2 separate regions of the Rattus norvegicus genome follow, and region 1 is linked to region 2. A link is a contact called in public Hi-C data. All regions are on one chromosome and are shown on one strand. The core of a region is the stretch at or near the end of the contact, and the rest is flanking DNA. Distances in the headings are between cores, read along the strand shown. Region 1 has its middle 100 kb from the start of Plekhg7. Region 2 has its middle 16 kb from the start of Plekhg7.

The links. A called contact is a pair of places that touch in the nucleus more often than the background predicts.
Region 1: a contact with region 2 is called in a Hi-C map of Schwann cells, with 9 times the contacts expected there. The contact joins two enhancer-like sites. A contact is called at or near these places in 10 of 12 Hi-C or Micro-C datasets (the A7r5 cell line, the Rat2 cell line, Schwann cells and 6 more).

Annotation. Positions count from the first base shown.
Region 1 is chr7:32,793,553-32,797,795 of GRCr8, reverse strand. No RefSeq gene overlaps it. Among named protein-coding and RNA genes, the nearest start is that of Plekhg7, 100 kb to the right of the region's middle. Within about 2 kb of position 2,400, at least 15 of the 93 cell types and tissues checked have an H3K27ac peak or open chromatin away from gene starts, as enhancers often do.
Region 2 is chr7:32,706,883-32,711,180 of GRCr8, reverse strand. It overlaps the pseudogene Ewsr1-ps4. Among named protein-coding and RNA genes, the nearest start is that of Plekhg7, 16 kb to the right of the region's middle. Within about 2 kb of position 1,675, at least 5 of the 93 cell types and tissues checked have an H3K27ac peak or open chromatin away from gene starts, as enhancers often do.

The DNA of each region.
Region 1 (4,243 bases), core at 1,151-3,650, 86 kb before region 2:
AATTAGTGAAATCTAAGTCCCAGTGAGAGTCCTGCCTTATTGTATAAGGTAGAGAGCCATCAAAGCCTCCTCACATCCACCCTAGGTCTCCACAGGCATGTGCATGCACATGCAACCCACACATGCAAATACATGCACAGCGCTCACACACACACACACACACACACACCACACCACAATAAGGAGGACACACGATCGGTCACTGTGAGAAGCAACCCCAACTTTCAGGGTACATGCCATTGATGAGCTCACAAACCGTAGACAAAGAAGGTATAATTACGCCCAGAGAACGCATGGGAAGTGTTAGGAATCTTGACAATGTAGAGGAAATTTACAAAAACTGGGCGAAAGAGGTGTCAGAGAACAGCAAGGTCACTCAGCCTAGACTGCTCTTCCTGTAGTGGCAGAGGTAACCAATGAAGCTGTGACAGAGAGATGCTGAGCAGAGGGACGGAGTGCCTAAGGTGCCGGACGTTCCTAAAGGACAATTCACAGTCTTAGACAAGTCTGTCTTGCTTTGCTATACCAAACCTCCTTGGGTCGTGGAATGATAAAAGATCTGTTTAGCTTACAGTTTTTCAGGCCAACGACTCAACCCTGAGTAAACCTGGAGTGTTCGGCTCTTGGTGAAAGTCCCCTATGTGCGCTACCTTGCAGCAGATGGTGTTGTGGGGGAGCCTGAGCAAGGGAAGAGAAAACACATGGCAGAGGCAGGAAGCCAGATCATGAGAAAGGTGAGTGTTATGTTTTATAACAACCCACTCTAAGAGGAAGTAAGCGGGTTCCCATACATATGGCTTTGATCCCTTTCATGTGAACTAATTACCTTGCTCTAATTACCCCACCTTCGCTTAAAGGTGCCCATCTCCAGCATTACCACACTGGTGACCGAGGTTTAGCACACAACCCTGGGCAACATACTCATGCTTCAATCAAACTATAGCTAACACCTAAAGGTAGTAGCTTAGAGACCAGCAAGACAAGCTGACTATTTCAGAGATGGAGTGGGTAAGTAAAAAACAGGTTCCAGAATTAAAAAGTTACACCTGAGCAGAGAGAGACACTGAGGCCAGAGAAGGGAGGAATGGAACAGTCGCTGTCTGCCTAATCGTGACTTTCATTGTTAGAGTGCGTGGTTCTCATCTATACTTCGATTAATTTTTTTTAATAATTGCTATAAAAATACAAAAGTACCTCAATTCCACTACAAAATATATTTAAATTTTTTCTTTCTTTTTTTTTTTTTTTCTTTTTTTCCGGAGCTGGGGACCGAACCCAGGTCCTTGCGCTTGCTAGGCAAGTGCTCTACCACTGAGCTAAATCCCCAGCCCCCACTACAAAATATATAATTCAATATTATAAACGATGTATATGCAACTCTCAAGAAAATATTCCACAATGGATTGAAAGCTGAACGTGACTTGCTTTATTTTCGTGAACAGCCACTGACTAATTCCAAAATGCTCAAACCCAGTGAGAGGAAAAGTGTCTTTCCACCCTTCCATCCCAAGACATCTAAGCTCATCGATTACAGGGTGCAGGGAATGCCTGATTGCTTTATGATGTCATCAGCTGCTACAGAAATTATTCATGACGCCCCTGCAGCGAGCTGAGCTACTCTGGTGCGGATACCTCCAGAATCCGACACCCTAACGAAGCACTTGTGATATTTAGATGCCGAGTGACTCCACACCAGTGCCTTCGCTCACGTTCAAAACATATATATTTTCCACCGGGAACTACAAGTGTATTTGCAACGAACATTTCTCCAAGCAACAAAGGAAATGTTCTGCAAAATGATGCTGAAACACTACCACCCAGGCTGGCCTTCTCACCAGCATCTTGCTGGTCAAATAGCTGGCCTGCCTGTGACTCAGAGACTGTTCACACTGGAAAGACAAAGCCGAGACTTCTGCTTAAACGCGCAAACAGTGCCCTCTGCTGGCAGAGATGGGATGTTAATTGCAGAAGAACTTAAGTCACAACAGGGAAAGGAGGAGGCGGGGGAGGGGAAGAGGAAGTGGGGGGAGGGGAGAGGAGGGAAAGGGGGTGGATGGAGAAGGAAATGAGACAAACAGGAGAGAGAGAGAGAGAGAGAGAGAGAGAGAGAGAGAGAGAGAGAGAGAGAGAGAGAGAGGGGAGAGAGAGAGAGAGAGAGAGAGAGAGAGAGAGAGAGAGAGAGAGAGAAAAGAACAGTGGGTTTTAGTCCTTTTTAAGGAAAGAAATGTTTGAAGCATACCACATACAAGACTCCAATATACTTCCTTAAATCCTAAAGTAACACTTGGCCCTGCCAGAAGCCCGCGCTAAGGAATGGTTTTACAGTGGCCATTCTTTGCCTGACTAAGTTATTCATTCAGCACAAGCCTCCCCTGGGGGTGTCCCAGTGCTCTGAATATGTGACAGACTCACTCAGAAGATATGAACTGTACCAAACAAAAATGTTACCTTAGGTCACAGACCAGGGCTCGTACAGGATCCCAGAAAGTCCCAGGCTGTTCGACATGTTTGTAAATGCTTGGGAAAATCTCAATGTTGTTTTGTTCTTCTTCTTCTTCTTCTTTTTTTTTTTTTCTGTTTCTGCTTTGACATAAGTGGTTGTTTGAAGGCAGCAAAATATATGCTATAGATACCCACATATTTTATAAATATACATATATATAATATGAAAGTCAGTATTTCTAATAACTTTCATTAAAAAGCAGCTTCCCACACCACTACAGTACTGGGATGAACAATGTAAAAATGTTCTCTTGTCACTAGGCCTTTGCACTGGTGAATACTGTGCCCATATTTAAATATGTTACAAAGCCAGCTTCTTAAACTGAAATGACCCCCACTACAGGGTCACTTAACTGAAGGTGACCGCTCCAAAGAGAGTGACAATAGCAGAAAACTCCTGAATGTGCGATGACCAAAGATAAACTCAACCTAAATTGTGTAACAGTTCCAAAGTGCTTCGGTCTAGGCTCACCTGTGTTACCCTGCACAGCTGTGTGGCCCCAGCTTGAGACACGCCTGTGCCCTGTATATGCCATCACTCCTCCCATCCACTATCCAGAGACATCATGCTCAGACACATGGCAGGCTACGGACTACGCAGTGTGTTTACTTTACACACAGTAGCTTTGTGCTCTTCTAGAAGTGTAGCAGCTTAATTATAGAAAACGGAGATGTTCCATCAACTTGCCTCAACCAGGAAGTGTCTCATGAGGATCATGTTGTGTTCGAACATTTGATTGTGAGGATTGCTATCCAAGTTAGCAGTGAGCGCCTAAACAATACTGATAAATTAGTTACTTTTAGCTTGTGTCTCAGACAGGACTTCCAACAAGCTTGACAACGGGTCTTACATACACTTCTCTGTTTCAGATTGTATATTGACGGAACATGGCCTTCTCAGCATTGGTAACTATAAAACTCAAAAGTATCAATCAGTTCTTTAAAACATGGAGCCTCCATGTCCTGGCATATTAACTATTCAGGCGAGGAACAACTCTTGTCATATTTACTAGTATAACTCTACAACTTCCTCTGCTGCTGACTTCATTGTCATTGTCCTGTGTCCCCGTGCGCCCATATGTTTGCTACACTTTCCATAAAGCACATCCAAAACCAAAACGTGTATCTATCCCTTTATCTAAAGACTCTCTTTTACTGTGAAGGCAGTGCCCATATCACAGAATAAAAAGTCTTGGTGACTGATTCTCGAATGCGAGTAACAACTTTAACTCTACTTGGGTGTAACCAGACATCCTTAGTGGCTATCAGGTATGCCAGGAGATTTGAGCTTCGGGAAGAAAGTTACAGGTTGCGTCCCTCATAGCTCATCAGGGTCATCCATGTTGGCAAAGTCACTGGCCTTCTCAGAGTTTGCCTCCCTACTTAAAAAAATAAGGCCTCAAGGATCTATACTGAGGACTAAAGATGATACGACTTAATCCTTACACAAGAGTGATGTGTCATAGGTGTTCAGTAAGCATTTGTTGACATCCTGACCTACAAAAGCACTCGAGTCACTGTGACTTGTTAACCTCCCCTCCATCTTCGCCTTTGTGACTTGGCAGATCTGACCCCACAGAGTCCACTCTGGTGCTTGGATCTCAGACGACCTTCTCCCACCAACCTCAGTGACAACTGGACACAATGTCTGCACTCTGTCTAGGAGAGAGATCAGGCCTAGAAGGGTTATACAACCCGATGTTTTAATCATGGCATTTGATTTTAGGTCAGAAAGATTTAT
Region 2 (4,298 bases), core at 426-2,925:
GTCTGTAACTGGCCTGTTGGTCACCAAGTATGCTATATAAGTATAAAGGAAATCACCTTCATCTCCGAGAGATCCAAGCACAGAGCTAGAGCCCTGAAAAGACCTGAGCATGTTTTTGTCGAGCTCCAAACCAGATCAGCTCTCTCTTCATTGTTCGTTCAGTAGTATCTAACATGATCTGGACTCTTGCTATCATAACGGGACACATTTGTTAAGAACAGTCAGTGTTTATTAAGGGCCTACTAGATCCTAGTCTTTTACATATTCTTCCAATAACCTGTAAAATAGAGAAGCTACTGTAATCGTCCCCATTTTTCAGATGAGAGAACTTGGGTTGAGGAACAGGCCTTGTGAGATGGGTCCAAACTCTTGACTTTGCAACATGACCTTCTCACCTACAAAGTTCATTCTTGAGAACTACATAATTTTTTTTTTAAAAAAAATACTCTCATGTTTTAAGTAAGTGCATAATTTTGTGCTAAGCCATATTAAGTTATCCCGGGATGATGCATGTGGCCCATGGGTGAGTTAGAGACAGCTGCAGGAGCCAAAGTCATAATAAAGCCAGAGACTAGCTGGCCGGGTTTCAAACAAAAGCATACAGGCTCCTTATGCTGGCCTAAGTGCAGACGACTCAGGCACCTGGGAAGAGGGATTTCACGAATCTCTAAAACACAACTGGCCCCGAAGACTCTTCCTAAAACAAGCAGTCAGGAGTGTGAATCTTGCCACTTGTCTTGAAAAGCATTTTTCTCCCTGGTTACCATCTACTCCAAAACGACTTCGAAAGATACAAATAAAAATATCTGTGTCCCATCAGCCTCGTGAATCTTGTTTTTTTGCATTCCTAGATTGGTAAGGATCTTTTTCTCTTGATCACTTGCTGGTTTCTCTCCTAGTGGCCAAGTCTTCCTCCCTCTTATAATATAGAAGGATCTCAGGCTTTTTTTTTCTTAGTTGGGAGGAAAGAAAGCAAAGTGCTGGAGAAACAGCTTCCATCACACAGCACCTAAAGATACATCATAAATTTGTAACAAAGTATCTCACAGACTGTAAAATAGGCATTGGCTAAGTCTTCTCATGCTTAAGGAAGTGTGTCGGGGATATTGGGTACTGTGGTTAGTGTCAAGTATCCACAGAGTTCTTGGAGTTTCTGGGCTCTTCTGAAGCCAAGGCTGACCCTCTTTCTTTCCCCTAATTTGTTTTTCTTTCCCTCCTTTTGTTCTTTCAGACAATCCCCCCACCTCGTGCAGAAAGTCAAAAGAGGGAGGAGCTTGTGAGAATCAGATACAAAATATTTTTGAAATAGTCGGCCTCGCATTTCCTGGGTTTGGGGAGGTCTTGATGTTATGGGGAGGCTCTCAGATGTTATGGATCACCACCCTGCCATTGGGGTCTCTGGAATCTTTACTCCTGGGAGTACCTGGCTTGTGGAGCATGCATCCTGTGTGTCTGTGCCCAGGAAGTGTAAAATGCTAAGGTCAGTCTAATTAAAGCCAGTCTGCCCATCCATGTCTGTTTGTGAGACTTGAGTCTGGCCTGCCTAGTGTAGTGGAAACAAGTGGGTTTTTTGGGTTTTGGTTTTGGGTTTTTTTTTTTTTTTTTTTTTCCTTCCTCATGTTTGAACTCTGTGAGGTTACACTGCCACCGTGTGGCTCCTCTAGTGTGAACTTCGAGAGAATGAAGCTGAGAGATCACACACACCCTAAGGGGGCTTGGCGGGCAGGGACAGAAAGAGAAACACAGTTTTTTGAAAAGATGCCTTGGTATGTCAGGGAAAACAGAAGTCACATTGGTCAAAAGATAATCTACATTCATGAGCTCAACACGGAGCCAAACAGACGCTCGTTGAAACTTACCAAACGGATTGTTTTTCCAGCCTCAGTTGCCTTGTCTGTGTAACGGAAACCATAGTAGTTCCTCTAGGCTGCTGCTAGCATCAAAAGGCAGTGCACACAAAGTGCTCCCTGCCTGCCGTGTCTGGTTATTATTATGGAGCAAAGAAAGGAGCCACACAGCCGTATGCCAAGCCCCCATCCCTTGCAAGGACTCTTGCCATTTTGACCTTGTCTATACCTTAGTTTGAGACTTAACCATTTCACCTTTCCCTGCCCTTGACGAGTGAGCTTCGGATCAGTCAACCTGTGTGTTTCAAATCGTGTCTCCATTGTCTTGAAGCTTTATGGCCGTGGGATATTTAAACCTTCTGAGCTGGAAAGCTGTGTGGTGATGCAGGCCCATAATTCCAGCATCTGGGGCACGGAAGCAAGAGGGTAATGTTCAAGGGTGTTCTCTGCCCGGTAGTCTGTTAGACGCCAGCATGGGCTCACGAGACCCTGCTGGGAGAAAATAAAAATAGGTAACAACAAAATCCTAAGATGTGGTTTCCTTGTCTGTAAAATGGGATTGCGAACCCCCCCCCACCCCACCCTTGTCTCCTGGTTACAGAGGGATGCGGAGCTCACAGACTCGCGCTAACATACCCGAAGCTTCAGAGGCAGTGTCTCCAATGGTCATCAGTCTTCAGCAGTCACTGTTACAGTCATGACTACACTACAGGGCAGGGCAGTCCCCCAGTGCTCACCTTGTCCTTCTTCCAAGTAACACAAGCTTTAAGCTCACCTTAACATCAAAGACCTACCGGGTAAGTAGGCAGACAGGATGCAACTCTGTAGTCTGATTACCTACACAACTCACAAGTTGAGTTTCTGTGATTTTATAGTAAGTTGATCTTCTCGAGTCTAAAAATGCAGCTATCAACAATTCACGCCTCAGTGTTTCTAATATGAAAGTGTATTTATAGTCAAGGTTAATACTGCCGAGTGGTGGCGATGCACATCTTTAATACCAGTGTTCAGGAGGCAGAGGCAGATGGATCTCTGAGTTGGAGGCCAGCCTGGTCTACATAGAGAGTTCCAGGACAGCCAGGGTTACACAGAGAAACCCTGTATTGAAAAACAAACAGAAAACAAGACAAAACAATTAATATTCCTATATTGTTATTTTATTTTGTGTCTTCATTTTCCGAGACCCAAAAATCCAGTCCTTTCAAATCAAGCAAAATCTTAGAACTAATGAACAGATTTATATTCAATGAAGAAAAAACTCAATACTAGTGATCACCACAAACTCTCAAGTCTAGATTTACTGTGACATCTGAGTGGTCCTAACCTGAGTAACGCATACTCAGAACCACAGTGATCTTAGCTCTAAGCTTTAACATCTCCAGCTATTCAGGGAGGGATCCCCAAAATGTTTCAAAAGCCTTCTTTGGGGGACCGTAAGCTTCATCCATCTCTGATCCCCACCTCTACACTTAAGTGATAGCCTCATAACTACCTTCCAGGACTGACACAATCTGCTGCACTTTCCCCAGGCTACAGGCAGCCCTGTGACCAGAGGGACCACGGGCATTCCCCACAACTTCCCCCTTTCCCTGCCTCTCTCCTTAAATATCCCTCTTCTCAGCAAATTTCCTCATTCCTGCTTCCTCTAAAGTATAAAAATCTCAGAGCCCCTGAGAGCATTTAGAGCATTGGAGTCCTGGTTAGGTTTAGCAACTATAAGCTATAAAAATACATATGCAAATACATGTATAATAAAGATATATTATATCTAAGATATATTTTATTTTACATGTCTTCACATATATCTTTATGTACATGTATAAGATATATGTCACATATATAATATATTTATATCTTTAAATATATATTTAAAAATATTATCTTTATTATTAAATATGTTACTAAATTTTATTCTTATATTCTTATATATTATCTTTATTATTAAATGTATTATATTCTTTATATATATTATCCTTTATAAAATATATTATATAATATCTATACTTGTAATATATATTAATTATACATAATATATTATGTATAATACAATGAATTATATAGTGTGTAATATTTATGTATGCGATAACTATGTAATAATATAGTATATACTCTATTATATAAATATATATTGTTTATATTTTATATATTTATAAAATGTATAAATATATACTCTTTATCTTTATATAATATATATTAAAGAAAAAACATCTATTTATTCCAAAAATCTATCTCATAGGATTTCCTTAGGTGGCTGATTTTTAGTACATTTAGGAGAGAAAATGTAGTCCACAGGTTCCAGTACCTACAGCTAAGCTGTCACCCAGTATGGCTATGGTCCTTACACCACTCATCCAATCCGTGGAAACACCCAGACCACCCAGACAGATGGGCAACAAAATGTGGAACCTATGAGGAGCTACTAATGTCAACGGTACTCAGCTCAGACCACTG